Linked DNA regions of Mus musculus: all the other regions are linked to region 3. A link is a contact called in public ChIA-PET, HiChIP or PLAC-seq and promoter capture Hi-C data. All regions are on one chromosome and are shown on one strand. The core of a region is the stretch at or near the end of the contact, and the rest is flanking DNA. Distances in the headings are between cores, read along the strand shown. Region 1 holds the start of Ntn5 (netrin 5). Region 2 holds the start of Ppp1r15a (protein phosphatase 1, regulatory subunit 15A). Region 3 holds the start of Akt1s1 (AKT1 substrate 1 (proline-rich)). Region 4 holds the start of Ftl1 (ferritin light polypeptide 1). Region 5 holds the start of 2410002F23Rik (RIKEN cDNA 2410002F23 gene). Region 6 holds the start of Bcat2 (branched chain aminotransferase 2, mitochondrial). Region 7 holds the start of Rasip1 (Ras interacting protein 1).

Region 1 (3,756 bases), core at 847-3,346, 830 kb before region 3:
CTGCATTCCTCCTGGTCCTGCCTGAGCCCCCTCCCCAGCTGCCTCGAAGCGAGGAAAATAGTTCCATCTGGGGAGAATTACTGTTTACATAACCCACAGGGAAAGAACGCAAGCAAAATTGAGAATTTTGCCTGAACTAATCCAGAGCTTAACACCCCAAAGTTATCCATCAGTGTCGAGGGGTAGAGGCCCTGGGGAGAGGGTGAGGGGAGATGAGGAGCCAGCAGGACCGACAGATGTGAAAACCTAGGAGAGCGAGTCACGGAAGAGATGGAGGAGCCTGGCCGAGAGAGGAAGCCCACAGAGAAGAGATGGAAGAGCCTGGCCGAGAGAGGAAGCCCACAGAGAAGAGATGGAGGAGCCTGGCCGAGAGAGGAAGCCCACAGAGAAGAGGAGCAGAGTCCAGCACAGACCCGGGGAAAGCCGGAGGCTAGACAGGGCAGGGCAGAGGACCGGGTGTCCGGCTGGGTAGTTGGATGGCATGAAGCTAGAGGCTCTGGGGCTGGGAGGGAAGAGCAGGTAGGCTCAGAGACAGGCATGAAAGCCCAGGGGAGGCTCGAGAGGGAGAGGAGAGCTACTACTGCCTGGCAGAAAATCAGAAGAAGAGGCCTTGGCCCACGTGGGTCAGAGTGGAAGCCTTTCCCACATGGGGTTCTAACCTTGTTCTCCACACCCAGGGCACGGAAGGCGGATTATTGCCAAAAAACCCTGGCCTCTCTGCCACCCACTCCAGCCCTCCACCCTTAACCCTTTCCCCTCCAGGTGTGTAGCCAGAGAAGAGTGCTGAGGGAAGGTGGTGCTGAAGGAGCTGGAAACCAACAAAGCCTTGGAGTTAGAGAGCAGACCCCTCAGGTACTGGGAAGGCAGAGCCTGGCCTTCCTTTAGGGCTCAGGGTGTTGGGGCCCTGCACTTACTTTTCTGGGACTTGCTGGGAGGTGGCCCCACTTGCTACCCCAAATCTCAGACCTGGACCCAAATCCCTCCACACTCCACAAGCACTCAGCCCCCGAGCAGATGGGGGCCAGTGCTGGGGGTAGATGATATGGGAGGAAAAAAAGCAGGAGGTGGCATAAGGTGTGTGCCCGATGCCAAGGCACTTAGAAACCAGAAATCCAGAGCCTAAGGAGTGCTAGGAGCCAGAGGACTAAGGCTTTCAGCTTCCCCCACATAGGACTGGGGATCTTGGGACTTTCCTGAGCCCCCTGCATGTACCCTTACCTCCAGACATCAGAGCCCTGTGCTCCACTGACATTTCCCAGGCAGGGTGCCTCCCTTGCCCAGTCCATAGACTCCCTGCCCCCGGGAGTCTGAGCCATTATGCACCCATAGCCTCCCCCACCCCAGCCCCTCATGTAAACACGTTTCTTGCTAGGTAATTTCAAGGTCCCACCTTCCGGCTCTCAACACCGTGAAGTACCAGGCTGTGAGTTCTCTGTGTTCTTGGGGTTAGGCAGAAACTAGCCCTTGCCCGTTTGGGCCTACAGCATTCCTACCTCTCAGTGGCAGGCCCATCCAAATTCCCTGGGCCAGTGGGATCCATAAGGGACTCTGCCTGCCTGCCCCTCTTCAGCATGCACCTCCTACCTGGCTATTAGGGCCCAGCCATTGGTCAAACCTGCCTGGAGAAGAAAAGAGTGTCCTGTAGTCGGTCATCCCCACACTCTTCTGTAGGAGAAGCACTTGGAGGGCTCTCGGGAGGAGTGAGAGTGGCTGTTCTCAGGCCCAGGCTAGTGGGGGTTCTGGGCGGGAGCTGAAAGCAGAGCCCGCAGAATCCAACACTACCGCCCACCCAAACCCTAGCCAACAGCAGCCACGCTTTCCCACAGGGACCCTTGCCAGCCATGCCACCCGAGACTGCGTGGGACAGGAGCACTGTCGCCCCCAGCAGGCTTGAAGCTTGGTGGCCCCAAACAAGCCGGCCTAGAAGGATCCAAGCAGGTAGGGGTATGACTACAGCTTGGGGTTCTGGGATTGGGGTCCTGGCCTGTTCCCACTTGCCCCAGCACCTCTGGAGTTTAGCTTGCCAGCCCCTGCTTTTGGCCGACCCCAAGCCAGCCAGCCCCTCCCCATCCTGCATCCTCCTGCCCCAAGTGCGTTAACTCGGTGTTAAGGTCAGTTGCTTTCAAGCTCTAAAATTCCCAGCCTCAGATCAGCTGTAGGGGAAACCAGAGGCCAGTGCTACCTGCAAGGAGGGCAGCGGAGAAGACTTTCAGCCTGGCTGAACTTGGGGAGGAAAAGAAGGTAGCAAAAGCCAAAGGCAGCTCCCCCCTCCCCCCAGCCACTGGTGGATAAAGGCCCCAGGGCTTTTAGCCTGAAACACTTCCACAACTTGTTGTGTCTGAACATTTGAGTGTTGTGGTTTCTCTCTGAGCAAGATGAGAATATGTGTGGTTTGTTCCTGAGCACCCACCCCATTCATAGCTACTGTCTTGCCAGTGTGCAGAACTGGCCCAGGACAAGACTCAGGGACCTGGTGCCCTGGGAGTAAGAGATCCCTCTGTACTGCCGGGTGACCCTTGAGGCTGGGATCTTAGAGGAGCAGGGACAAGGACAAATGAGAGCTACAAGACCCACAGATGCAGGAGGACTAAGCTTTAAGAGAAGGCTCAGGCCAACGGATCCCACATCTGAGACCCATGTCCCCAGCAAGGGCTGTGTGAGCCATAGGGTGACACGTGGGACTTGTGGGTCCAGCAAGTCCTCCCCGGTTTGCCCCAGCCTTGGCACTGTCAGGCCACCTTCTAGACAGAAAGACGGGAAGCTGGTCTGTTCTGTAGACAATTGCGAATGGCTCGCTGTGGAGCAGGACAGATGGCTGTCAGACATCCAGAGAAGGTCTGGGTCTGCTGCAGGATCCTGCCTGCCTAGCGTGGTAAGTCCCTACGCTGTCTCCAGAGGGAGTTCTCCTCCTCACTTTGCTCTGGGTGCCTGAGCTGGCTGGGGGACCCCCAGAAAGCATCAGCTGTGGGGAAGCCAAGCCCACCCAGGAAGTGGCTGGTCCTTAATTCAGAGGTGCTATGGAGCTCCCCAAGTATCGAGACCCTAACCCTCACAGGGTCAAGCCTCGGGAGAGCTCAGGCCTGTTTGCTCTCCACAGTAGAGGGTCTCTGTCTGCAGCCTCAGGCAAAGGAGGTGGGTAGCACAGCCTCTCCACTGAGTCTTCCAGGCCTTGCTGTGGAACAGCCTCCAGAGGGCGCTCTCGGCATAGCCGGATGAAGGCTGGGCGTCACCTCAAGATGGCAGCAACAGAGCACTTCCCAAAGCTGCTGCCTTTACCAGGAAGTGTTCCGAGATCCACTCCCTCTCCCAAAGCCATCTTGAGCCCTTTCTCTTCTCTGCCCAGGTTCTCTGGCCCAGCTCTGCTCCCTGGTGCTCTGGCTGGGCTGGGCGATCCACTTCGAGTTGGCTAGAGAGCCAGGAGAAAGAAAATGACTGCAATGAGAAAAGAAGGAGCTGGGGTGGGGGAGGATGGGTTTGCTTTGCGGGCAAGTGAGGCAGTGTAGTGCTGGCGAGCATTGTATTTCTGTGAGACTTGGTGTGTGTGCTGTGCTGTGTCCTGTGGTCAGAGCTGCCTGACCTTTCTGGGAACCCAAGTTAAACTCCAAGAATGTTCTGACTTCCAGAAATGGTTAATAATAAAGTAAGGCCCTGGGATACAGGAGCTGAGGGGGCCTGCCTAATACTGAGGCTTGGACAGAGAATAAGCAGGAGAGAGCAGATATCAGTATGGTGCAGCAGACACCTGAAGACTTTGTG
Region 2 (3,891 bases), core at 681-3,180, 680 kb before region 3:
GAAGAAGGAGGGTCCATGAGGGCAGACCTCAGAAGAGGTTGATGCTCCTCTGTACACAGGAAGAGAATTGCCCAAGATTCTTACCCTGTGAGTCCCAGGACAGTGTGGACATACTGTAAGACCCTGTTCAAAACAGACAGACTGGGCAGGCATGGTGGTACATGCCTTTAATCTCAGCACTCAGAAGGAAGCAGCAGGTAGATTTCTGTGAGTTCCAGACCAGCCTAGCCTACAGAGTGAGTTTCAGGGCAGCCAGGGCTATACTGAAAATCCCTGTCTGAAAACAAGACAAAAAACAGACAGATCCACCAAAAACAACTAAAGGACCAGAAAGATGGGTCAGGGCTTAAGTGCTTGCTATTCTTTGCAGAGGACCCAAATTTAGTCCCCAGATTGCTCCATGTGGAGCTTCACAAACATCTTAACTCCAGTTCTACAAGATCAGATGCCATCTTCCGACCTCCTTGTACACCATACAGACATGATATATAATATACACACAGAGGAGAGGGGGAGAGGGAGAGAGAGAGAGAGAGAAAACACTCACATAAAGATTAAAAGAAGGGGGCTGGAGAGATGGCTCAGCGGTTAAGAACACTCACTGCTCTTCCAGAGGGCCTGAGTTCAATTCCCAGCAACCACATGGTGGCTCACAACCATCTGTAATGGGATCTGATGCCCTCTTCTGGTGTGTCTGAAGACAGCTACTGTGTACTCATGTACAGAAAATAAATAAAAAAATTTAAAAAAAAAAAAAAAAAAAAAAAAAAAAAGATTAAAAGAAAATCTTGGTTTTTGTCTTTTTTTTTTTTTTTTTTGCCTGTGAGGTGTGAGATAGCAGCCACTGTTCTGGCGGGGGGTGGGGGGGGTGTTGGTTTTTTGTTTTTGTTTTGTTTTTTCGAGACTGGGTTTTTCTGTATAGCCCTGGCTGTCCTGGAACTCACTTTGTAGATCAGGCTGGCCTCGAACTCAGAAATCCACCTGCCTCTGCCTCCTGAGTGCTGGGATCAAAGGCGTGCGCCACGCCTGGCTGTCACTGTTCTCTGAGCCATCTCACCAGCCTTTAATCCGGGAATCAGGAGGCCGAGGCAATCGGATCTCAGTGAGCTCTAGGCTAGCCTAGTCTACAAAGTTGTGTTCCAGGACAACCAGAAACTAGTCTTGGAAAAACAAACAAAGGCTGGAGAGATGGCTCAGTGGTTAAGAACACTGGCTGCTCTTCCAGAGGTCCTGTGTTCAATTCTCAGTAACCACAAGGTGGCTCACAACCATCTGTAATGGGATCTTATGACCTGTTCTAGCACGTAGGTAAACAAGCAGACAGACCACTCCTACATTTAAAAAAAATACATAAATAAAATTTAAAAACATTGGGTGTTTTGTCTTCTAATAAAAATCCATTGCTAACAGGGGAGTGGTGGCTGGGACCTTTAATCCCAACATTTAGAAGGTAGAGGCTGGTGGATCATTGAGTTTGAAGCCAGCCTGATCTACCAGCCTGATCAGCCACGGATACTCAGAAAAATCCTGTTTCGAACCCCCCCCACTCTCCAAAAAAAAAAAAAAAAAAAAAAAAAAGTCACTCTTGCTTGGAGAAAAAAGGTCGGAAGTCTTGGTGTACGCCCTTAATCCTAGCACTCTGGAGACAGTAGCAGGAGGATTACAGAGATGGAAACCAGTCCCAGCCTCTCAAATAAAGAAAATAAAAGGAAAGGGAAATGGCACGGTACGTGACTGCCAGATAAGGTTCGCGTACTTGCTCGGAAATTACGTGAGATCGACGGCTCTCTCGATTGAGCCTAGGGCACGCCTGAGAAGCTGCGGTGACCTCACAGAGCGCGGAGTCTCCGCGAGAAGTTCAGTGTTGTTTTCCTCTTTCCACCTTTCCCAGGGACTTCCGAGACCCCGCCTCTCCGGTGACGTCAGCACAGCGCCGCGTCAGGGTATAAAAGCCGCGTGGACGATGTTGGCGCAGATTGAGTCAGCTCTGAGTTTGTGGAAGATTACATGCGATATCCCGCGCGACCCCGCATCCCTTTGCCGGCCGGGACAGCCTTTGCTACAGCCTGTGAAACATTGCGTCCCCGAGCCCCACGCCTGAGGGCGACATGAACCCGCTGGCTTCGCGAGCAGTCCGGACCCACGATCGCTTTTGGCAACCAGAACCGGCGCTTCAGCCCCCGGGGTGACGTGCAGCCCGCCGGTGAGTGGGGGATGGGGCGGCCTTTGAGGGAGGACTCTCTGGCGAGGAGACTGGAGAGAGTTGTGGAATCTGAGGGGGCAAGCTGGAGGGCGATTCCAGGTTTGGGGAAAAGGCACAGAAGCCCAGATGGCTTATTTGGTCTGAGAGAGGAGAGCCCACGTCTACACTCTTCGTTTAAAGGGAAAGGGGCCGGGAGGCTCGACCGGCAATATCTGTATAGCGCCAAATAAAGGGAAGGACCCCAGGAGGAATAACCAGGGTCCGAGGGGTAGGCAGAGGGAGGTTTTAGGGGCATGAACACAAGCTTGAGGAACGAAAGGTCACTAAAAAGCCAGACTCTTACAGGTCTGAGAAGGGCTGGCCAGGAACTGTGACTGGGGCTAAGGGAAGGGTTTAAGAGTGTGGGCTCTTGGTTCTAAGGATGTAGAGCTTGGGTGTTGAGAGAGATTAACCAAGTGGCAGAGTTGGGTGTGAGCAATGTTATTTGGAATTCGAGGCAGGCATTCACGTGTTGCTGCTGTGACTATTTGTTACCATGACTCAGTGCTGTGACCCGAGACTGTTTCCCAGAGCGACTTCTAAACAAATTTCCCCCCTTTCTAGCCCAGACACATGGCCCCGAGCCCAAGACCCCAGCATGTCCTGCACTGGAGGGACGCCCACAACTTCTATCTCCTGTCCCCACTGATGGGCTTGCTCAGTCGGGCCTGGAGCCGCCTGAGGGGCCCAGAAGTCCCAGAGGCATGGCTGGCAAAAACAGTAACAGGAGCAGATCAGATAGAAGCTGCGGCTCTGCTGACACCTACCCCTGTCTCTGGTAACCTCCTCCCTCATGGGGAGACTGAAGAAAGTGGATCTCCTGAACAGAGTCAAGCAGCCCAGAGGCTCTGCCTTGTGGAAGCTGAAAGTTCCCCTCCTGAAACTTGGGGACTTTCAAATGTTGATGAGTACAATGCAAAGCCAGGACAAGATGACCTTAGAGAGAAGGAAATGGAACGCACAGCTGGCAAGGCCACACTACAGCCCGCTGGCCTGCAAGGGGCTGATAAGAGGCTTGGGGAGGTGGTGGCTAGAGAAGAGGGAGTGGCTGAGCCCGCTTATCCCACATCACAGCTGGAGGGTGGTCCAGCTGAGAATGAAGAGGATGGAGAAACAGTGAAGACTTACCAAGCTTCTGCTGCTTCCATAGCTCCGGGATACAAACCCAGCACCCCTGTGCCTTTCTTGGGGGAGGCAGAACATCAAGCCACGGAAGAAAAAGGAACAGAAAACAAGGCTGACCCCTCCAACTCTCCTTCTTCAGGCTCCCACTCCAGAGCCTGGGAGTACTACTCTAGAGAGAAGCCTAAGCAGGAGGGAGAAGCCAAGGTAGAGGCACACAGGGCAGGGCAGGGTCACCCTTGTCGGAATGCTGAGGCTGAGGAAGGAGGACCTGAGACAACTTTTGTCTGTACTGGAAATGCCTTCCTGAAGGCCTGGGTGTATCGCCCAGGAGAGGACACAGAGGAAGAAGACAACAGCGATTCGGATTCAGCTGAGGAAGACACAGCTCAGACCGGTGCCACCCCCCATACAAGTGCCTTCCTGAAGGCCTGGGTGTATCGCCCAGGAGAGGACACAGAGGAAGAAGACAGCGATTCGGATTCAGCTGAGGAAGACACAGCTCAGACCGGTGCCACCCCCCATAC
Region 3 (3,928 bases), core at 1,239-3,738:
CCCTGCAGTGGAACTCTGCCTTCTAGAGTGACCAGGACCAGGTGGACCCCACACCCACATAACTGGTTCTCAGGTCACTGCCAACTTTCCAATCACTAGGTGAGGGAGATGCCGCCTTCTCTGGGATCATTCTTTCAGGAGAGAGATGAGCTCTGGACTGAAGGTGGGCACAGGAAGATGCAAGCTGCTCTGTGCCCAGAATCACAGCTTCAGCTTCTACATCTCCTCAGCCCCTGCCGTGCAGGGCTCTGTGGTGCTTGGAGAGCTTGTGACAGCTACTCTGCTGCCTGTCTCCCCATCAGACAGAACTGACGCACAAGGATCTGGAGTCCCACCATGATTTAGTGTGACCTTGGACCACTCACTGGCTCCCAGGCAGCTGAGAACTGAGAGGTGGTGAGCACCCCATCACTGGAGCAACTTAAGCCCGCCAGGACCACAGTGAAGAGAAATATGGATGCAGTTTGCAAGCTCCTGTCACTCACACTTTAAAAAGCCAGTCTGCACAGACTCCACACTGTTCTGCTGCCCCTGACTCACCAAAGTGGGAACGACTCATATGTTGGACCAGAAGATGATCACCGTTCCTAAGCAACCCCTCACTTCCTCCATGAATCAGCAATGGACACCCCACTTTACAGCCTGAAGCTCTGAATCCAGGCTCTTGACTGTTATACTGGCAGAGCTGACCACTGAGAAGAGCAGTCTGTGTCTAGAGCCTTCTCTGCCAATACTGCGCTCCACCCTGCCTACCTCATTAGACTGCATCCCCCCATCCCATCTTTCCATGGAGAGGGAGAAAGCTGCAGTGCTTTGACACTACTGTCTGCTGGGCCTCAAAGTCCTACCTACAGCTTTAAAAGGCGCCCAGCAACTCCTACACACACCTTCCACCTCTCCTAGCTAATAAAGGAGGCTGGAAGTTTAGGATTATGGCTAAGGGCAAGAAAGTGACTGATCCAAGATGACACAGCTTCGGTCCTCACTTTCGTGAGGGCAAAGAGTGGCAAGTCTCAGCCTCTTTGCACGAGATCTCGGGGGCAGCCACAGCAGCAGTGTCACCGAGTGAATGACTTGTGAAGGCGGCTGGAATGAGGGCAACTTACTCCAACCTCCTAGGCCTATGGCCTCCTATGAGGCAAGACTCTGGGGCAAACCAGGAAGGGGGAGCTGTCCAGCGGGAAGGTGCAGGCCTCCCAGGACAGTTGTGAAGAGAGATAGAAAAGAAAACGGCCGCAGCACGGGACACGGTGCGGGACGTCCAAGAAGGATCCTACCACCGAAGTGAGGCCGCCGACCAGGGCTACACCACGCCCGCAGCCCAGAGAGGCCCCTGCTCTAGGAACACAACAGGAAATCCCGCCCCCGGTGGGGATCGGGACCGGAAGTCCCGCCCGGGGCGCCCCCTCACCCACCCGCGACCCCCAGCACACACAGCCGTATGGACATGGTTCACCGCCAGCGTGAGGGTTCCAGCCCGTCGGCACCCCCGCAGTGAAGCTCGTCTACACTTCGTCGCGAGTCAGACACATGGGGTTGAGCGTGAGCTCTTTCAGCAGTCGGCCAGGAGTCGCAGGACGATCACTGCCCCCCTGACCTATGCAGTCCATACCCTTCCCACGGGGGCTCGCCCTCCCACTGCCCCTCAACCTCAGGAAGGCCAGACCCTCCCCAAACCCCAGCTCACAACGCCGCCTCCACTCACGTGCCCGTAGCCAGCATGGCCGGCCAGGCGCCGTCGCCGCCCTCAAAAGGCATGGCGGCTTCTTGCGTCATTTCCGTGTGGCTGCCCCTCCTCCATTGTGTACACTCCCCCTCCCTTATCCTGCATGCCTCAAATCAAAATAGCAACTAGAAGCTCCGTCGGCAAGCCGTGGGCAAGAGCGACAGCAAGGGTGCCCACGGATGGAAAATACGGCAAAAGACTTTTGCTACTGTTTCGAATTGCCCGCAACAACTATGACCGCATGCCCATGCTCACACAAGCGTAGGCAAGCGGCATGACTGCATGCCCATGCTCACACGCAAGCGGCATGACGTCCCTCGTTCGTATTCAACGTCTGCTCCCGTCCCGACGTGGCAGTTAGTATGGCTTCATATGCCTATAAAGCATATGGACACTTCCTTCCGTCCACACTAGACCCCCTCCTCTAGGCCCTCGCTCGTTCCCTTTAACACAAAGCTGGCAAAGATTCAATATGGCAGCGTTTCTTGCTTCGGTTTGCCCAGTTTCAAGATGGTGGTGCAGTCCTCTTTCCACGGTGACTCAGAAATTTGGGGCAGCTTCGTTTCCAGGAGCACTGACGGCTTCACCCTTTATCCCGAGCCCCTCAGCGCCTCTGGTGCCATACCGCTTCTCTCACCTTTTCCTCTCTCCGTTTCGCTTTTCCAGCACCCCGCCGTCGTGCCCCGCAAAGAGATGGTAGTGCCCCGCATTAACATGGCTTCCACCAAGCCGCTCTGGTTTGTCCTCGAGAAAAACGGCACAGTATTGGCTTCGATGCCAGTATAAAATATGGAGAGGGCCAAGGAGGCGTTCCCGAGCGATCACGAGTTGGGCTGCGAGCATGGGTCCTCCTACTTGTTTACTTCGTGGCGAGAGTGGCGCAGTGCGCCTGCGCCGTCCCGCTGACCCTTGCCAACTTTGCGTTCTACACCTCGTGACCTATGTCTTCGAGTTTCTACTACCCTGTTCAAACAGATGGTCTCACCCACTGCAGCCTTAACAACCTCGGGGACGCTACCACTATCTAGCCTGGAAGGGAGCGTTATTTTTCCGGATATGACACCAAGTTGACCCGGAAAAGGAGGAGATAGGGGCAGTGGAACCTCCGCGGCGGCAATGGAAGGATCCAGCTACAGGGTAAGACTTTGGAAATCATTCCCTCGCTCATCTACAGGAGACGCCCCCCACTGATGGTCCGCTTCCACCTTCTGCTGTGCAGGGATTAGGCCGAGTCAACTTAGCAAGCACCAGCTTCTAGTTACGATGCTGTTGTCACTCTCCGCAGTCCTTAGGGAGAGCCTCCCTTAGCCCCGCCCCCTGGAAAACGCACGCCCATCTGGGGTGCGAGGCGGGACTGTAGACTCGCCACGCCCCATCTCCGCTTGTCAGTCAGGGGCTCTAGACCCCGCCCCTGGGGAAAACGCCTCCCTTAGACCCTTGGCTTTCACTAGGTGGTGTTTGAAAAGGGAGGCGTGTACCTGCACACCAGCGCCCGGAAACACCAGGATCCAGACTCGCTCATCGCCGGCGTCATACGAGTGGTGGAAAAGGTGGGCCGGGATGGAGGTGACATGTGTGGGAACTTCGAATTGAGGGATGAGGGGCATTCGGGTGACTCTACTAAGTCCTCCCCATGTCCCTCAGGACAGCGACGTCTTTCTGCACTGGGCTCCGGTGGAGGAGGCTGGAGACCCAACCCAGATTCTCTTCAAGAAGGTAGGCGACTCGCTCCTCTTCCCCACTCTAGTGGAAGGCAGGGAGTACTCGGGAACCTGTGAGCCTGTTTGCTTTCTGAAATGACCTAATGCCATATCCTTTTGGCTCCTTAGGGGACCCTGCTGGGTTCAGACTTCTCAAGGGGTGTGGCCTAGTTTTGGTCTGAGGCAGCTTTCTTTCCTCTCTGTTTGCTTTACGTTTATTTATTACATTTATTTATTGTGTGTGTGCATTCACATGCCACGGTGTGGGTGTGTGGAGGTCAGAGGATAACCTGTGGTAGCAGGTTCTCTCCTTCCACCGAGTGGGCTCCAGGGTTGAACCCAGGTTGCCGGTTTTGGCAGCAAGTCCAGAACCCTCTCACTAAGCGCAAAGATTTAGATTGTGTGGGGTGTGGAGGGGGTGTGAATGTGTGAGCATGTGTGTGCACTACCTGTGAGTGCATGCAGAAGACAGCACTGCAGACACATGCTGGAGCTTTGGATG
Region 4 (4,222 bases), core at 273-2,772, 610 kb before region 3:
CAGAGGTGCCAGAAGGGAAGAGGAAGCCATTTTAAGGGGACTTGGTCTTTTGTTCCACCCTCAATCCCCCAGTCTGAGATTCTGCCACTCAAATTTGTGTACCTCTCTCCTTTCCTTGTCCCCTGTGGCTTCCGGGTTTTATCTTTTTCCACCTTTACAGCCTTGTCCAGGCCTGTCGGGTTGAAGGCCAGAGGTCAGGTTCTGGAGCACTGTGGTTAATGAGTAACTCTGACCCCCAAATCAACAGACCACCGCAGACGTCAAGTCAGGAGAAAGATACGTGTAGGCTAGCCACTCCAGAGCCGTACAGCTGCCTGACCACACAGGGAAAACAGACCACAAGCCCCTTAGCCGGGGGACTTCTGGCTGTCAGCCCGGGTGTGGCCTGCCGCCCGCCCCACTGCCTAGCTGAGCTCAGCGTGACTCAGCAGAACTGGCCTTGCTACCCCTTCCACTAAGGGCCTCAGCAGCACATTCTTCCTGCTCCGCGTGGCTCCCTTGACCCATCTTACTGTTTCTTCCTTTAGCCCCTTTTCATGATTGGGCTCGTTTCCCTTTGCTCTCTTCCCAGGCTTCTGAGATTAGACCCTGGTATGAGCCCGTCCTGTCCTCAAAAGTCCAGTTGGGCCTTGCATGCCCCAACTGTTCTGCGTAAGACTGACTGTCTGTTTCTGGGTCCTGAGTTCTTGCTCTCCCTAACTCTCGGGCCTTTTGATTCCAAAAGAGCAACCTGCAAGGAGGCTTCTGGACCAAACTCCAGGAAGGAGCCCAGCAATTCTCCAAGCGCCATCATGCGTGTCTGTTTCTAGAAAGACAGGTTCACTGACACAGACCCAGACAGACAGGCTGACCAGAACTCCAAAGTCCTGTCTGGGCCTCCACATGTCACCTTCCAGAGCACCCGAGGGAGGTGCACACACGGTAACCCAAGGCTCTCTGCCCACTCCAAGCCCTCAAAGGGCTTCACGACCTCCTGGGTTACAGAAAACAGAAAAACAAGCAAACAATCTTAGTTCCTATGGTGAACCTAAAACCCTATACTTCTGGGCATCCCTTCCATTCCCTCAAGGAGATCTCTAGAATCTTTGGAATACCAGACTTCCTCATGACGTGACATATCCCTTCATTGTGTGCAATTGGACATATGGAGGTTCCCTTTGCATTTACAGACATTACCCCACACTCAGCCCATCCCCAGATCCATGTTCTCAGGCCCCAAAATTCTCTTTTGTGAGACACCCAGAAAAGGACCTCGAAGTCATCCCCTCCCCAGGGTCTCAGTGACCCGGAGCCCAGAACCCTGCGACCCCTCCAGGTTGCGCCTCCGGATCCGGACCACCGCCCCTCCCCCAAGCCTCCATTTCACAAGGCCTCGCGCTCCAGTCCCGTGACTTCATCTCATGGGACTGGGTGGGTGGGGAGCGAGGTTCCCCTCAGCTCCGGATTGGTCAAGTATACTTTTCCGTCTCCGCCTCACGCCACCGCCGATTGGTTAGTCTCGGGCCTGGGGCACCCCTCCCTCCGGAGGGTCAACATGCTATAAAAGGAGCGCTCCTTGCCCGGGACTTAGAGCAGCGCCTTGGAGGTCCCGTGGATCTGTGTCTTGCTTCAACAGTGTTTGAACGGAACAGACCCGGGGATTCCCACTGTACTCGCTTCCAGCCGCCTTTACAAGTCTCTCCAGTCGCAGCCTCCGGGACCATCTCCTCGCTGCCTTCAGCTCCTAGGACCAGTCTGCACCGTCTCTTCGCGGTTAGCTCCTACTCCGGATCAGCCATGACCTCTCAGATTCGTCAGAATTATTCCACCGAGGTGGAAGCTGCCGTGAACCGCCTGGTCAACTTGCACCTGCGGGCCTCCTACACCTACCTCTCTCTGGTGAGCAGCTCGGGGTTGCCTTCTGAACGGGGGGGGGGGGGGGGGGTCCATCACACCCACCCTCCTGCGCATGCGCGGGCCTTCTTTGTTCCATGCAGGGCAGAGACTGTGCTCCGACCTCTCCCTCTCCCTGCGCGCTGTGTACATAGTAGTTTTGTCTGACTGGAACTCGCTGGGCAGACCGGGCTGCCCTCGAAATCTCACACGTACTGCCTCTACCTCTTGAGTGTTGCGATTGAAGTTTACAGTGTGAGCCGAGCCACCGCGTTCCGTTAACTCGTATTTGTAACCTCCCGCAGGGCTTCTTTTTTGATCGGGATGACGTGGCTCTGGAGGGCGTAGGCCACTTCTTCCGCGAATTGGCCGAGGAGAAGCGCGAGGGCGCGGAGCGTCTCCTCGAGTTTCAGAACGATCGCGGGGGCCGTGCACTCTTCCAGGATGTGCAGGTAAGAAGCGGGGGTATTGGGCACTACCGAGCATGTGCGTTTACTTGCCATCCCCATAGTTTGGGCATCCGGATAGACGTCTTGGAAGGGAGTGGTGGCAGGACTAGTGTAGACAATAGGAGTATGTAGAGCAACTAAACCCACCAGGATGTCAGAAACTGGAAAATGGGGGTAATTACAGAATACAGATGAGGACTGCTGGGCTGGGGAGAGGCGGTGTCTCTCTAGCTAGCATGGAAATCACAATGTAGACCAGGTTGCCTCCTATCAAGAGATCCTCCTGTCTTCTCGCCCAGTCTCTCAGTGGTGGGATTAAAGACAGTATCCCATTATTTTTCCCCACTGTGCCCACTTTTCCTGTGCAGTCAGTTTTATATTGGCTGGGTGAAGGATGTAATCTAGGCTTGATATTCTTGTGTGCAGAAGCCATCTCAAGATGAATGGGGTAAAACCCAGGAGGCCATGGAAGCTGCCTTGGCCATGGAGAAGAACCTGAATCAGGCCCTCTTGGATCTGCATGCCCTGGGTTCTGCCCGCGCGGACCCTCATGTAAGTACCTTGCTAATCATTTCTTCCCTTCTCTGACAAAACCTAGACTGTTGTGTGTTGGCTTTCAGCTCCCAATAATTTAATCCTCCTGCCTCCCGAGTGCAGATTGCAGAAGCACCACACACAGTACTGAGGACACACCTACCTACCTACCTACCTGCCCTTGAGGGCAGGATTTTTTTTTTTTAAAGCTTCCTGCTCACACCTGTCTCTTAGAACTCGGTGTCTGATGTCTCTTCCTTCCTTTACAGCTCTGTGACTTCCTGGAAAGCCACTATCTGGATAAGGAGGTGAAACTCATCAAGAAGATGGGCAACCATCTGACCAACCTCCGCAGGGTGGCGGGGCCACAACCAGCGCAGACTGGCGCGCCCCAGGGGTCTCTGGGCGAGTATCTCTTTGAGCGCCTCACTCTCAAGCACGACTAGGAGGCCTCTGTACCTTCCAAGGGGCTCCCCCCTCTGCTCTGCACCAGCCCGCCCTGGGACCTCCACCTGAATGAACCTCTCAAGCCACTAGGCAGCTTTGTAACCGCCCTGGAGCCTCTGTCAAGTCTTGGACCAAGTAAAAATAAAGCTTTTTGAGACAGCAGCTGGTGTTTTTTCTATATATGTGGGAGGGGTGCACGAGAAAGAAGAGGTTGGCTGTATGTACTCCTGTTTTTTGTGGGAACCCACATGTGATAACTTACAGCGATCTCTGTGTGGTAGTATCTGCCTTTTCATGTGGCAAATCCAGGTCGTAGGAGTCTGTAGCCTGTAGCAGTTTGCCAGTCCTTGGTTTATGTTACTGTGCAGGGAAGTGAAAAGGCTTAAACATCCAAGTTCAGAAATGAGTTAAACATACAAGTAGAAGGCCAGGAGGTGAGCAAGCTGAGCCCTGGGTGCTGGCTGAGCGAGGGTGGGGAGCCAGGGTGTCTTGCTGGATTCCGAACTAGATGCTGGGCCCATCAAAAAGAGGATGTGAAACTTGGGACCATTGCCCAAATGGGAACTAAACCATTGCAAAGGGGTTAGAAACATGGGAAGTTGGTGGGGTGGGGGGTGGAACACCGGACAATACTGCTGTGTCAGCTCACACTGGTTAAAACAAGTCCAAGGGTCGTATGAAGCCACATGATAGGCCCTTGGCTCAGTATTATGCCATGGCTCTGGGGAAGCAGTCATGTGGACAGGAAGATGACCCAGCACTACAGGTTTCTTCTAGTCAGGCCACTCCACCCCTAAAAGCATGAGATTGATAACGGGAGGGTTGGGGGTTAGAGCAGTAACTCCAGTCATGCACAGGTCACTGAGGCTAAGCAGGGAGAACCTGCTAAAGGGATTCTGGCAGCGATGTCCACGTGGGAA
Region 5 (4,201 bases), core at 1,284-3,783, 600 kb after region 3:
GGAAGTAATGACTTTGCATTCTGCAAAGAAATGACACCTGCCTAAGACCCTGGTGAGATGTAGTGAACTCATTTGCTTCAAATACTGGCCCTCTTCTCCTCTACCCTACAGTCTTGTTATATAGCACAGGCTGGCCTTGGACCCTATAGTTGTTGGTTGATTAAATCCAAATTATAGAAAGTAACTCCTCTCCAGCTCTCTGTACCTTTTCAGTTCACATCTTTGCCCAGTCCAGAGACTCCGTGTGTTCAGTGCTATGCAGAGTGCTTTGTTATTAGCCCAAGCCCAGTATGGTCAGATAGAAAACATCTTAAGGTCAACAGCAGAGCCATTGTTTTCCCTGTTCCCAACACCTAAGAAACAAGGAGATATTCTCCTAGAGCTGAGAACGTGTTCTTTTTTAGATAACACACATGCCTGTCTTCTGATAAATCTTGTTATTTTAATAATAGAACCTATGTAAATTCAAGGTTCTTTAAAAAATAAAAAGTATCTTTTTTTTGGGGGGTACAAATTATTTGCTAGGCCCTAAACGATGCTCAAAGCTACATTGTCTTCAGTCCACAAATCCAGTGGGCAGGCGCTAATGCCGATATTTTGTTCTCTACTGAGTTTGAAAATTTGGTCCTTTCTGTACCTTACCCAGTCCTTACCCTTAGAAGACAGAAAATACTGCCACCCTCTCTATGTAACTGCAGAGGACTTAGGTGCCTGCCCTTGATGTGTCTGTTCCATTCAGCACCCAGGTTTATTGAGGTGGTTTACTGACTGGTATGGAGTTATGAACAGCAGGTCTGGGATCTTTACCTACACCTGACTGATCCCATTTAAGTTAAGAGTTTTAATATGTAATACCCTATAATTGCGGGTTCATTAAATCCAACTTATAGAGAGTAACTGAAAAGGAAGGTACACTATTTATTTTAGGTGTGGACAGATTAAAAAGTAAAGGCTCTTACCACAGTAAGATGATGATGGATGGCTACGTGGCTTCAAGATACACCTGTAATACCGAAAGGACTTGGTGAGGGTTATGTGTGGGGCCAGCCCACAGGTACAGAACATCAAATTTAGAGGTCCTCAGATCTCCAGGTGTCAAAGGTCCTGGAGGGGCACTGTGTCCTCAAGGGTGTTTGGAGCCCAGTGCTAAACATCACAGGAGCCTCAGGCCTTCTGCAATGTCAAGGCTACTTGCCTTCAGGGATGGTGGCCAAGCTAACACAATAGAAAAGATTGACAAACACAAAATCCACTAGAGGCTCCAAGTTCCCCAGTCCAGTAGGTCCATAGAGATTCCCTATGGACATGATGTTCTGTCTTGGTTCGTAACCTTGAAAAACACAACCTGCAAAGACACACATCCTTCTGAGGAGCCTGGTGGGAGAACTATGGGGGTTCTACAGAGCAAAATGCAAACAAGCAAAACCCTGCTGAGATTTTATATATATAATATAGGCTTATATACATATATATATTTATATAAATAAATAAATAAATAAATGGAAGGCCCAGTGACTTACTCAGCGAGATTTGAACCACCCTGTGAAAGCTGTCTGGGAGATGATTTAGCAAGGAACACAAAGAGAACAGTAGGATTCCCAAGAGGAAAGAGTTTAATCAAGTGTGATAATGGCACTGACCAGTAAGTAGGCAGAAAAAGATTGGTTTACAGGCAAAGGTGTGGTTAAAATATTTTGGGAGAAATATGTAATTTACTTGAGTAGCTGAACCGAAAATGCTTGTACCATCAGGCCCTACAAGACCATCCTGTAGCCATTGTATTAGTATTCTTGCAGGTGAACAAAGGCCTGGCTCCCTTCCTCCTCGTCTACTCCTACCTGCTGCTCCGAAGCAATCCAGTCCTCCACGTGCACTCACTTCCGCCTTGGTAACTCCGTATCGTGTATCTGCCCCTACACCCCATCCTCCTCCAGCCCTCATGTGTTCTAGGTTGCACAAAATTGCCAAAATCCCACACGGGGGAGGGGCAGTGGTAGAGATTTCCTACGGAGAGAACCTGCAGGTAGCACGGGGCTGTCACTGGGAGGAAAGATTCTATGTCACACACCCCCCTCCCTGTCGCCTAAAAAAAAAAAAAAAACCGGGAAGATGGCGGACAAGACCCGCGACGTGAGCAGCAGAAATGGCGTAGCCCGGCTAAGGCAAGACAAAGGAAGGCCTGGCCCGGCATCCCAAGCTCCACAAACCTGGCGAAAGGCATTGTCCCGAAAGTACCCGCATCCGCCCCTTCGAGAGAAACCCTGGTTCCAGCCCGAGCACGCCCGCGGCCCCAAGCAGCGCCCTTGAGCCCGTCCGCGCGACAGGTACACCCGTGACCAGGCCACGGACACCTCGGGACACGTGCTTCCCAGGGTGCAAAGCAGCACCACCGACTGGAAGGTACCGAGGCCAACACCGTGGAAAAACTCACCGGGACAGACCTCACCTCACACGCGATCGCCACAGGCGCGCGCCACCGCCGCGTGTCCCCATTTATAGCGCGCGCTGCCCGTCAGCCCCACCCATCGCGCTCGCAAGGCCCCGCCTCCAGCGGCTCTTGGGCCCCGCCCTGAGGTAGCCCACACTTACGCCTGAGCCGGGGATCCTGCTTTCACGGTGGCAGAAAGAATAAACGTCTGTTGCCCTTAGGACATTCCTGATCAGGTGATAAGGTACGTTGTTCCCAAAGAGGATGAAGAGAATGAAGAACATATCTGAAAGGTTCTTCCGTTACTTCCGTCAGGCAGCTCTTAGACAGCTCCCAAGGAGAGGGCGGGACGAGAAAGCCCCCCATGGGGTGGGGGTTTGGCCAGAACCGGAAATCCCCCGACTTGCCAGCGCGGCAGGCTAGCTCGTTTTTGCTGCAGAAGCTGGGGTCCGCTAAAAGGGCCCACCCGGCAGTAGTCGCAGCTGCGGCGCGGGAGGCAGGACCAGCACACACTGGCAGACTTTTAGGGAACCATGGGTGTGGTGTAGTTAGAGGGCTGGGTTCTGTGATGTGCGGGCCCGGAGCGGGGACGCTAGGGCGGAAAGGAGGGGAATTCCCTGTGCCAGAAAGAGGGCAGGTTGGGGTCTGGACCCCTGGGTGTGAGGGAGGGTGGGTGGTGTCTGGACCCTTGTGTATGAGGGCGTGAGGCTGGAGGGCTGCACTACTGGGTTTGAATCTGGAGGCTGAGATAAGGACTGCTGGGTCTGAGGAAGGAGGCGGAGGGCTGGAACCCCTAGGTCTTGGGGGATAAGGGTCAGGGTTCTGAATACTTGGATGAGCTCGAAGTGGGTCCTCAACCACAGAAGTCATAGAACATTTTTTTTTTAAAAGTCTGCACCTCATACCAGTTCTCTCTTTCTTCATTTTGCCCTCCAAATAGTCTATGTTACACTCTTCAAGCTCTAGATTCCTTAATGTGACCTGAGTATTCTTTGTTTAGCTGGCCCTCTGCTCATTAGGGCTCTTTCTCATTCCGCTGGGGAGACTGGCCTGGGAACCTAGTGGTCTGAAGTAAAGGGAAAGATTCTTCTCTTAGGTAAACGAGTTTCCATTATTGCTGCTGGCTCACACCAGAGGAAAGTCAATAGTTTGATGAGACAAGGCCTCTCTCTCTAGAACAGGCTGGCCTTGAGCTCAGAAAGCTCCCTGTCTGCTTCTGTGCTTGGCTCCCGTTACCACATTGATGGTTAATATGGTCAACTTCTCCAAATCTGGTATTACCTAGGAAAGAAGCCTTGGAGCATACCTTGTGGAGAGTTATCTAGGTTAGCTTAGCCGCTGACCATGCACAGGTTATCTTAGTTGGGTTAGTTGACCTGGGAAGGCACACCCACTATTGGGGAACCATGGGCTGCATAAATGGAGAAAGCTGAGCACCAGTGTAAATGTCCCTCTGACTGCAGATGCAGTGTGACCAGCAGCCTCCTCAAGCTCCTGCCTCCTTGACCCTCACCTTACCTCTCCATGTGATGAACTGCACTTTGAACTGTGAACCTGTCCCCTTACGTGGCGTTTATCAGGGTGTTTTATCATAGCAACAGAAAAATAAGACACCTTTCTCTTTCCCCATAGCATGGACCCCCTTACCTTCATCTATGGGCACATACATTGCATCTGTCTGCACAGTATTGACACTGTTTATTTGATTACTTGTAGATCTAGTATAAGACAGAGTTGTTACTCTGTTTAAAAATGGACGCATTTGCTTGGGGA
Region 6 (4,205 bases), core at 1,595-4,094, 720 kb before region 3:
GATGATGATGAAATGAGGAATGAGGGACAAGGGTGGTGGCACACACCTTTAATCCTAGCACTCAGGAGGCAGGGACATGCAGATCTCTGAGTTCAAGGCCTGCCTGGCCTACATTATGAGACCCTGTCTCATTAAAAAAAAGAACCGGAGACTGAGAGCTGTCAAGAGAGTTATGATTATAAAGAGAGGACTGAGATGACTTACTGGGTAAGGAGACCCATCAGCATGCCTGAGGGACTGAGTCTGATTCCCCGGGACCCACAGGCAACCAAAATGTAACGGAGAAAGGGGCAGGGGTGGGCAATACCAGGAGGGAAGGGAAAAGCAGAGAGTCAAAGAAACTCTAAACTGGGTTTGGTAACACAAACCCATCGTCGTCACAGAACTCGGGAGGGTGAAGCAGGAGGATCAAAAGCTCAAGCCCAGCCCAAGCTAAAGAGATCCAGGGGAGCCGGGTGGTGATGGCGCACACCTTTAATCCCAGCACTTGGGAGGCAGAGGCAGGTGGATTTCTGAGTTCGAGGCCAGCCTGGTCTACAAAAGTGAGTTCCAGGACAGCCAGAGCTATACAGAGAAACCCCGTCTCAAAAAACCAAAAAAAGAGAAAGAGAGAGAGAGAGAGAGAGAGATCCAGGGGAATGGAGGGAGAGAAACATCACACAGCCTTGAGGCACAGAAAAGGCATTGTGTCAAGAGATGATGAGTCTGAGCTGGCACAGAGCTCTTGCAACCTCGGAAGTGCTACCTTTGTCTTCCTGGAGCAATTCTGTAAGGCCAACAGTAGTCTTCTCTTGGCTCAAAGAACACCCCTCCCCCATACCATAGGATAAGAATTAAGCTTAAAGAAGGAAGCTAGATGGGGGTTGGGGGTGGGGGCTACAGGAAGTAGAAAAGAGTGGAAGCAGAGTTCAGAGATTAAAGGGGAGGGTGCTGGGCAGGGTTCCCTGTGGTTTGCCCATGCTCCTTTCACATCCCAGCAGCCCAGAACTGAAACACAGTATCCATCAAAGATCAGGTGTTCTTGCCAAAGCTCCACTCTCACGCCAAAAGTAAGCAAAATAATTATCATAGTAAGGTGTTGTCCTGTCTCAGATAACTGTCCCTACACCATGCTATCTCCTCACATAGCCCCAGGCTGTCCTCATCATAGGACAGACTCTCCATCAGATTTGTAGAAGTCCAAGGCTCAGATACAACCAGTCACCTCAGGACAGTCCCTTATAGAGCAACATAGTGTCCTAACACAGCTCAGGGCTGTTTCCTGACCCCATCCCAAACATGTTCCCCTCTACAGCCAGGGTTGTCCTTGGCCAGTTGAAGGGCTGTTTCTTTCAGACTCAGAGTATCCCAATGCCAGTCTAGGCTAGTCCCTGTAAGACAGTCCTTGCAAACCCCAGCCAGCAGGTTCCTCTATACTCCAAAATTTCACTTTGTGGACACTCACCACTAGATACTCATAGCTCTGAGCAGGCTCATGTTCAAAGTGTCTCCATTACAGGGTAAAACTGTCTTCAGAACCCAGTTCTGTCCCATTAGAATTAGAGATTGGTCCAGTATGGCAATGCTGTATCCATCCAAGGCCACCACACAGTCAGAGCCTAGATTCTTGTCCCCGTCATATCCCAAGACCATCTGCATAGAACATTTCTGTCTGTCACTAAGAACTGGGGGACTTAAAGGTTTGTTCAGGAATTCGCCAGCCTGGAGCGAGAACTTCTGATAAGCAGGTGGGAGCTAACAGCAAACGCTTTCCCCCAAGGTTATGGCCAGCTGTTTCCACACTTATTTATCACGTTCTCTTAAGATCACAGACTCTCAAGCTCAGCAGTGGTGGCCCAGGACTTTAATTCTAGGACTCAGAAGGCAGAGGCGGGCAGAGTTCGAGGCCAACCTGGTGGTCTACAGAGCAACGGGACAGCTGGGAGTATGCAGTGAAACCCTACCTCGAAAAGACAAACAAACAAACGAAATATCATAGATTCTCCATCTATGACACCGCTTGACACCATCGGTAAGCACTGACTGAAGTCTTCTGGTCTGGAGGATCTTTTATCATTTTGACAGACAGAAACTTGACTGGGATTACAAAACCAGGTACAGAGAGCCTCAGACACTGCACACATCGACATGTGCTTTTTGTTCCAAGAAATAAGATCTTGGGTTCAATTCCCACCCAAGACCCTGCGCCAAGCCATACACTAAGTCCCAAGAGGTCCTGGGCCCCTTGTCTAAAGGAACCCAAGAGCAACTGGTCCTTAACACACACAGGCTGCATGCCCCAGCCACAACTTCCCCGCATCCACCCCACCCTGTACTTCTCCCATTATAGTCCTCCTCCATGGCTCCCCACGTCCGAGCTCCCGGTTCAGGCACCTCTCGCGCCCCACTCCTGTCTACCCATTCTGCCGCCCGCCCGTTATAGCCCCGTCTTTCTTCCCAAGGGGGGGTCCATCCGCCTCCGTGCTGGGCAGCGGAACCCGAGGCACAGAGGAATGACGCCAAGCCGGAAAGGCTGCGCGCCAGTGGTCCACCCGGAAGTGCGCCCCCCCCGCATCAGGTCCCCCAGAGCCCCCAGCGCCGGCCGGCCACGCACCCACCTGTCCTAGTGTGGCTGCAGCCATGATCCGGTGTGTGCGGCTGGTGACTGTGCCCGCCTGGGGCGCGGCCTGGTGAAAGGCATTCGGGCCCCGCCCTGCTCACGCCCCCTCCCGCAGATGGCTGCTGTGTCGAGCCTCACTTCTGCCAGGCCGTCCTTAGTTCTGGGACCACAGGGACCCAGGCTCTGCTGTGAAGATCCTGCGCGGGAACGGTCCCGACCTGCCGCACTCTCTCCCTCCTCGCCTCCACCCTACCCTGCTCTACCACAGCCACACTCACTCCCAGCTAGGCATTTACTTTGGCTTTTGTTTGGCATCTGAGTATGGAATCCGTGGGCTCGTGAATGTTTGGGAAGCGCTCTAACCCCTGGGAACAGATCCAGACCTCTAAATTTTGTATATGTCGCCGAGCATGGTGGCACACGTCTTAAGCTCAGCGTTTGGGAGACAGGTGGAAGGATCTCTGTGAGTCCAAAACCATTCTGAGCCACCTAATTAGTTCCAAGCCAGCCAGGGCTATCTGGTAAGACCCTGCCTTAAAACACTGCCTCCCAGCACTCGAGGCAGAGGCAGGAGGATTTCTGAGTTCGAGGCCAGCCTGGTCTACAAAGTGAGTTCCAGGACAGCCAGGGCTACACAGAGAAACCCTGTCTCGAAAAACAAACAAACAAAAAAAAGAGGTTGGAAAGAGGGCGCAACAGTTAAAAGTACTGGGCTGCTCTTAGAGAGGACCGGGCTTGGTTCCTAGCACCCACATAGCTCATAAGTGCCTGTAACTCCAGTTCCAAGGGATTCTGTGCCCTCTTCCGAGTTCCACAGGCACCGGCATGCACATGATACACTAACATATGTGCAGGCAATACACATACACAAAAAGTTTAAAACATTTTTTCTTTCTTCTATCTATCTATCTATCTATCTATCTATCTAGAGACAGTGTTTCTCTGTGTAGCCCAGGTTGTCCTAGAACTAGCTCGGTAAGTAAACCAGGTTGTCCTCAGACTTACAGAGATCCTCCTGCCTCTGCCTCCAAAGCTGAAATTAAAGGTGTGCCACCACTGCTTGCTATAAAACGCTTTTCTAAAAATAAAGCAAGAACAACAATGCACATTCACAGGAACTATCATCAGTGGCAAAGCGGGCCAGACGGCTTTGATAAAAAGGAACAGCGCAGCCGGGTGTGGTGGCGCATGCCTTTAATCCTAGCACTTGGGAGGCAGAGGCAGGTGAATTTTGAGTTCGAGGCCAACTCTGTCTACAGAGTGAGTTCCAGGCCAGCCAGGGCTACACAGAGAAACCCTGTCTCAAAAAACCAAAAAAAAAAAAAAAAAAGAAACAGTTCACTGTAAATGCCAGTGGATCAGAGAAAGTGTACTTTAAGCCAGGCCTAGCTGAGGCAGGAGGTTTGTTGCAAATAAAAAAGCACCCTAAGTGAGAAAGCTAAACTCTTGTCTCAAATGAGACAAAAAGAAATAGGACTTTGGAGAAAGATGATGGCTAGAAGCTAAGACGCCTCACTCTGCACAAGGAGATAACATGTTCATTGTAATTCTGAGATAAGTGCTTGAGTACACACACAGAGGGGGGTGTGTATGTGTTCTCAGGTCC
Region 7 (4,155 bases), core at 1,210-3,709, 780 kb before region 3:
ACAGTGAGAACTGCCGCTGGGGAGATGCAAACAATAATTTCTTCCTAACAATGTTTTCTAGAAGTCCATAGACTCACAGAAAGTTCCCTACTGAAAGAGGCTTAACGAATAAACATGTTTTTCCACTAAAAGAGGAAAAAAGATTCCACTTCATCTGTCCGTGGACACCAGAGATAAAAAATGTGTGGCTCGAAATGTGTGCTCAGAAAGGCGTTTTTTTTTTCCCTTGAGAGAGAAGAGACGACAGTAATTGTCATTCTTTTGAGTGGTTATTGGTGTTTAGCCTGCATCTATATCTACGGGAAGATGTCAGATCCCCTAGTAGCGGAGTTAAGGACAGTTGTGAGTTGCCATGTGGGTGCTGGGAACTGAACCAGGGTCCTGTGAAAGAGCAAGCCAGCGCTCTTTACCGCTGAACCAACTCTCTAGCCCTCCCTATTCTCTATTAAGTATGTGCTATGCCATTTATATACGTTATTCCACTGAACCTTCACCTAGAACTCCAACCCTGTCTTGGTTAAAATAAAATAAGCTATACCACAAAGGTAAAGTAATAAAAGATATATCATGTAGGTTAACACCCCTTAACCATGCTACCTACTGCCCTTATCAGACCCGGCCTGTAAGTTCCGCCCCAGAATGGCACCACCAGTTTTGTCCTGCTGGCTCCGCTCCCCTCCAATTACACCCCACTCCAGCACATCCAGTCCAGAGTCTTCCCACTCTGTGTGCCCTGCCACCAGAACCTCCCAGAGCCCTCCCTCATCACCTCTCACCCAGGTCCCTGCCTTTTATCATGCAGGCCCCGCCTCCTCTCCCTGTAAGCCACGTCCCCATCACCTCCCGCCCAGGGTCCAGTCATCTTACTGCCCCCTAAGTCCCGCCCCAAGTCTCTGTGCCCTTCCCTGGCTGACCGTCTGCATCCGCAGCCCCGAAGGCCTCCTGCTCCAGCCGTCGAGCCTCCTCGCGGCCGCGCAGCTCAAAGCGCCGCGCCCAGCCCGGACGGGCGCGCCACAGGTCCTGCACCAGCAGAGGGCGCTCCGCGTCGGCCAACACCCGCAGGTGCTCGGCACGCCACTCGCCTCCGCCCACGCCGACCGCGGGCCGGCCCAGAGCGTCGCAAAGCGCGTAGGCGTCCACGCAGCCGCTGTCGCCCGCTCCGCGGCCGCCCGTCAGCCCGTAGCGCTCCAGCGCCTCCGCCACCAGCTCGCGCGCGGTGGATCGCTCCGTAGCCAGCACGCTCTTGTAGTTGGCGCCCGACGCCAGCCCAGAAGCGAAGATCTTGAGCACTCCCGGGGGCACCGCGGCACGCGTGGGCAACGGGGGCTCCGGAGCTACACCCGCCGCCAGTTCAGGCAGCTTCTTCTCGCTGGCCCAGCGCTGCGCGCCCCCAGGCGTGCCAGGACCCCCGGCGCCGCCGGCCCCTGAGCCCCGAAACAGCTGCGAGATGCGCTTGGCTCGGCTGCCCGACGCTCCCCCCGCCGCCTTCACCGCACCTACGCGCCGCAGCTCCACGTGCGGCGGCGGCGGCGGCGGCGGCAGGGGCTCGCTGCTTCGGCTCCCCGTGTCGGAGGACGAGGACCTGAGGAGAAAGAAGTGGGCAGAGAGGACACAGAAGAGAGAATCAGAGACAGAGACACAGAGAGAGACAGAGACACAGAGAGACACCCAGAGATAGTGCCCAGAAAGAGGGGCCAAAGACACAGAGAAACCGAGAAAGGGGGAGGGACAGAAACTCAAGAGTCAGAGACAAAGAACCAAAGAAAAGGGACAAAGGGATGGGAGCAGAAAACCAAGATGGTGGTGTGCGGTGGGAAGAATGGAGATAAGAGAGATAGGTAATAAAATTAATAAAGATATGACCCTTGGTAAGAAATAGGTGAACAGAGAGAGGGGATGTGTACTGCGTTCCATCCCAGTGCCCACTTCTTCTCTCCCTGTGCCTCGACGTCACTGTGTTCCACTGTCACCCCCCAGCTCGCTTGTCTATTTAGGACAGGAACCACTGCCCACTTTTGTAGGGTCGCTGGCATGACCCAGTGATAAACAGGGACAAATGGCAGGCATACCATAGAGGTTGACCACTTACTTGACAGAGGCAGCGCTGGGCCAGCGCCGCCCCAGTTTGGCGAGCTGTTTCCTTGGGGAATTGATCCACAGGCCCACTGGAAGATGGAGCTTCCCGAAGCGGGGGCTTCCGCCCTCCTTTCGTTCACCAGATAGCATGGCCCTAAGGGAAGAGGGGAAGGCCCCAAGTCCTAAGGCCACAGTCGGGTGGGGTGGGGTAGAGTGGGGAGCTACGGAAGAGAGAATCAGTTCTGGTTCCTGAATCCCAGGGAGTAAGAGGGGCAAAGAAATGAGCTCCTAGGTCCCAGGATGGGTGGAGTCACTGTTGTGGCTCTTACCCTGCTTCGGGTCCCGTAGCACCCGGAGGCCCTGGTGCTGTTGGCCTCCGTTAAGTCCCAGTCCCTCTGTAAAGTGTTTTCCTCTGCCCAAGCTCCCAGCACTGGGTGGGGGACAGGAAAAGGCAAGAGGAAACCCGGCAGGAAGAGCGGGGAGGGGGCGTCCTGTGAGGAGACCAGGCCTGGGGGAGGAGATGAGGCAGGGCTGGCCCTGGCCTGCGCCTTGATTCTGGGCCCACCACTCACTCATGGGCCACCTAGAAAGGGAGGTCCCATGTTCCAGCTACAACTCCCTCAGATGGCGGGGGAGGGCACATCCAGATCTCCTCTCTTGGAGCCAGAAGTCAGAACCAGTCCCCAAAAGTAAGTCAAATACAAATCTTTATTAGTTTTCTGTTGCCTCGCTCTTATCTCCAGAGTAGTCAGAGTTAAAATCTGCCTGAGAGGCCTTCTTCAATCCCATCTGTTGGGACAAACTCTGATCTGACTTGGATCCTGACGCGGTGGGTTTGACTTCGTCACTTGCATTCTTCAATTTAGCGCTGACTTTCCTAAAGTGAAGTACCCTGGGGCAGGACATAGGTGCACAGAACCACATTAGGTCACAGGTTGAGTGAAGTACACACTTTCCTGAACCGCCCCCCCCCAAGCCTAACTTAACAGTTTATATAAGCCTTGTCCTCCTAAGTGAGCCCCAAAGGAAAGTGCCCAGTAGCTTCCTGTCCTGTTGCCAGCACTGGATTGTAGGATGCCCTCCCTCCACCCAGGCCCGACCCACTCCAAATCACTTCCCTCCACAAGGCCGTTTCCTTTCCATCCATCCATCCGTCCATCCAAGCCCTTGTCTGCACCCTTCTATAAAATCTCTCCATAGCCAAGACTACACTCCTCCATCAAGCCACTCCCCTCCACCAAGCCCCTCCTCTCCGCCAGCTCCCTTCCTTCCATCAAGCCTGCCTCTGTCTTCAAGCCCCCCTCTTACCCAGACCCCCAAGTCCTCTATCAAGACATGCTCCGGCCCATTGGACACACAAACTTTATATGCCCCAGTACAGGGGAATGCCAGGGCCAAAAAGGGGGAGGGGGTGGGTAGGGGAGTGGGGGTGGGTGGGTATGGGGGACTTTTGGTATAGCATTGGAAATGTAAATGAGCTAAATACCTAATAAAAAAATGGAAAAAAAAAAGACATGCTCCTTTCAAAGCTTGTCTCATTCCTGCTTTTCCTCCACTGCACCTGCGTCTCTTCCCTTCACCCAAGTCCACTTTATCTAAGGCCCACCCTCCCTTTAAATTTCCTGGTGAACAGCTCACGAGATAATGATGCTGGCCACAAGAACCACAAAGCCAAGGGTCAACAGTATTAAGAGGCGAGTTTTCATTTTTTTCTCTGGATTTTGAGCGACTGTAGGTATGAGCTCCGGGTACAACTCTGGGTGCAGCTCCGGGTACAGCTCCGACTCTGGCTCCTGCCCCGGTGGTGTCTGTGGAGTCACGTGGACAGGAGTCTCGTGCTCCTCTTGGGTTATGATGTTCGGTGGTTGGTTTTCCTCTGAATGCTTTGGGGGCAATACTGACAGAGGAGAACCATAGGGCAGTCCTGGCAGCAGCCAATAACTGCAAGCCTACCCCAAAACCCTAGCCTTCTCTAAAGGGTGGGCACACCCCAGTAAGTCCAACTGAAGCCTAAGACAACCCAGTTAGGCAGGAAACCATACCTCCAAGACCAGAAAACACACCTTCTAAGGGAAGCCA

What was found. ChIA-PET counts read pairs in DNA pulled down with a chosen protein or histone mark. HiChIP or PLAC-seq counts read pairs in DNA pulled down with a chosen protein or histone mark. Capture Hi-C pulls out chosen DNA fragments and counts their contacts.
Region 1: a FOXA1 HiChIP or PLAC-seq map of pancreatic cancer cells shows a contact between it and region 3. The contact joins the promoter of Ntn5 here to the promoter of Akt1s1 in region 3. A contact is called at or near these places in 1 of 39 promoter capture datasets (liver), 2 of 115 datasets of contacts at active chromatin or transcription factors (bone marrow-derived macrophages and pancreatic cancer cells) and 1 of 9 other capture datasets (pancreatic islet).
Region 2: a contact with region 3 is called in an RNA polymerase II ChIA-PET map of memory CD8 T cells, with 45 read pairs. The contact joins the promoter of Ppp1r15a here to the promoter of Akt1s1 in region 3. A contact is called at or near these places in 5 of 39 promoter capture datasets (the C10 cell line, erythroid cells, liver and 1 more), 1 of 484 Hi-C or Micro-C datasets (embryonic stem cells), 1 of 115 datasets of contacts at active chromatin or transcription factors (memory CD8 T cells) and 3 of 9 other capture datasets (adipose tissue, liver and pancreatic islet).
Region 4: a contact with region 3 is called in an RNA polymerase II ChIA-PET map of memory CD8 T cells, with 65 read pairs. The contact joins the promoter of Ftl1 here to the promoter of Akt1s1 in region 3. A contact is called at or near these places in 7 of 39 promoter capture datasets (the C10 cell line, embryonic stem cells, erythroid cells and 3 more), 2 of 484 Hi-C or Micro-C datasets (CD8 T cells and pre-B cells), 3 of 115 datasets of contacts at active chromatin or transcription factors (double positive thymocytes, memory CD8 T cells and pancreatic cancer cells) and 3 of 9 other capture datasets (adipose tissue, liver and pancreatic islet).
Region 5: a promoter capture Hi-C map of pancreatic islet shows a contact between it and region 3, with 28 times the contacts expected there. The contact joins the promoter of 2410002F23Rik here to the promoter of Akt1s1 in region 3. A contact is called at or near these places in 2 of 115 datasets of contacts at active chromatin or transcription factors (extraembryonic endoderm stem cells and memory CD8 T cells) and 1 of 9 other capture datasets (pancreatic islet).
Region 6: a contact with region 3 is called in a promoter capture Hi-C map of liver, with 2.7 times the contacts expected there. The contact joins the promoter of Bcat2 here to the promoter of Akt1s1 in region 3. A contact is called at or near these places in 6 of 39 promoter capture datasets (cranial neural crest, erythroid cells, hippocampal neurons and 2 more), 5 of 115 datasets of contacts at active chromatin or transcription factors (astrocytes, bone marrow-derived macrophages, memory CD8 T cells and 2 more) and 2 of 9 other capture datasets (adipose tissue and liver).
Region 7: a promoter capture Hi-C map of adipose tissue shows a contact between it and region 3, with 2.8 times the contacts expected there. The contact joins the promoter of Rasip1 here to the promoter of Akt1s1 in region 3. A contact is called at or near these places in 3 of 39 promoter capture datasets (cranial neural crest, liver and second pharyngeal arch cranial neural crest), 3 of 115 datasets of contacts at active chromatin or transcription factors (bone marrow-derived dendritic cells, memory CD8 T cells and pancreatic cancer cells) and 2 of 9 other capture datasets (adipose tissue and liver).

The regions. Positions count from the first base shown.
Region 1 is chr7:45,682,362-45,686,117 of GRCm38.p6, reverse strand. Ntn5 (netrin 5) reads right to left here and starts at 2,096. Exons shown (of 7, transcript NM_001358870.1): 1 at 1,620-2,096. The coding sequence starts at 1,653. Sec1 (secretory blood group 1) reads left to right here. Exons shown (of 4, transcript NM_001271578.1): 2 at 763-852; 3 at 1,827-1,938. The coding sequence starts at 1,842.
Region 2 is chr7:45,524,307-45,528,197 of GRCm38.p6, reverse strand. Ppp1r15a (protein phosphatase 1, regulatory subunit 15A) reads left to right here and starts at 1,930. Exons shown (of 3, transcript NM_008654.2): 1 at 1,930-2,203; 2 at 2,807-3,891. The coding sequence starts at 2,816. It also overlaps a transcript of Plekha4 not described here.
Region 3 is chr7:44,847,784-44,851,711 of GRCm38.p6, reverse strand. It overlaps Akt1s1 (AKT1 substrate 1 (proline-rich)), which reads right to left and starts at 2,488. Exons shown (of 5, transcript NM_026270.4): 1 at 2,364-2,488. It overlaps Tbc1d17 (TBC1 domain family, member 17), which reads left to right and starts at 2,633. Exons shown (of 17, transcript NM_001042655.1): 1 at 2,633-2,863; 2 at 3,178-3,276; 3 at 3,371-3,442. The coding sequence starts at 2,843. It overlaps Mir707 (microRNA 707), which reads right to left and starts at 2,013; the gene lies at 1,941-2,013.
Region 4 is chr7:45,457,186-45,461,407 of GRCm38.p6, reverse strand. It overlaps Ftl1 (ferritin light polypeptide 1), which reads left to right and starts at 1,522. Exons shown (of 4, transcript NM_010240.2): 1 at 1,522-1,878; 2 at 2,178-2,324; 3 at 2,748-2,873; 4 at 3,125-3,464. The coding sequence starts at 1,777. The coding sequence ends at 3,301.
Region 5 is chr7:44,245,054-44,249,254 of GRCm38.p6, reverse strand. 2410002F23Rik (RIKEN cDNA 2410002F23 gene) reads right to left here and starts at 2,533. Exons shown (of 6, transcript NM_025880.4): 1 at 2,432-2,533; 2 at 960-1,003. It overlaps LOC115486841 (a small nucleolar RNA gene), which reads right to left and starts at 1,165; the gene lies at 1,075-1,165.
Region 6 is chr7:45,568,792-45,572,996 of GRCm38.p6, reverse strand. Bcat2 (branched chain aminotransferase 2, mitochondrial) reads right to left here and starts at 2,844. Exons shown (of 11, transcript NM_009737.3): 1 at 2,598-2,844. The coding sequence starts at 2,621. 0610005C13Rik (RIKEN cDNA 0610005C13 gene) reads left to right here. Exons shown (of 5, transcript NR_038166.1): 4 at 1,805-2,011.
Region 7 is chr7:45,625,841-45,629,995 of GRCm38.p6, reverse strand. Rasip1 (Ras interacting protein 1) reads right to left here and starts at 2,459. Exons shown (of 12, transcript NM_028544.1): 1 at 2,406-2,459; 2 at 2,090-2,230; 3 at 915-1,582. The coding sequence starts at 2,226. Izumo1 (izumo sperm-egg fusion 1) reads right to left here. Exons shown (of 10, transcript NM_001018013.1): 9 at 3,715-3,973; 10 at 2,754-2,968. The coding sequence ends at 2,788.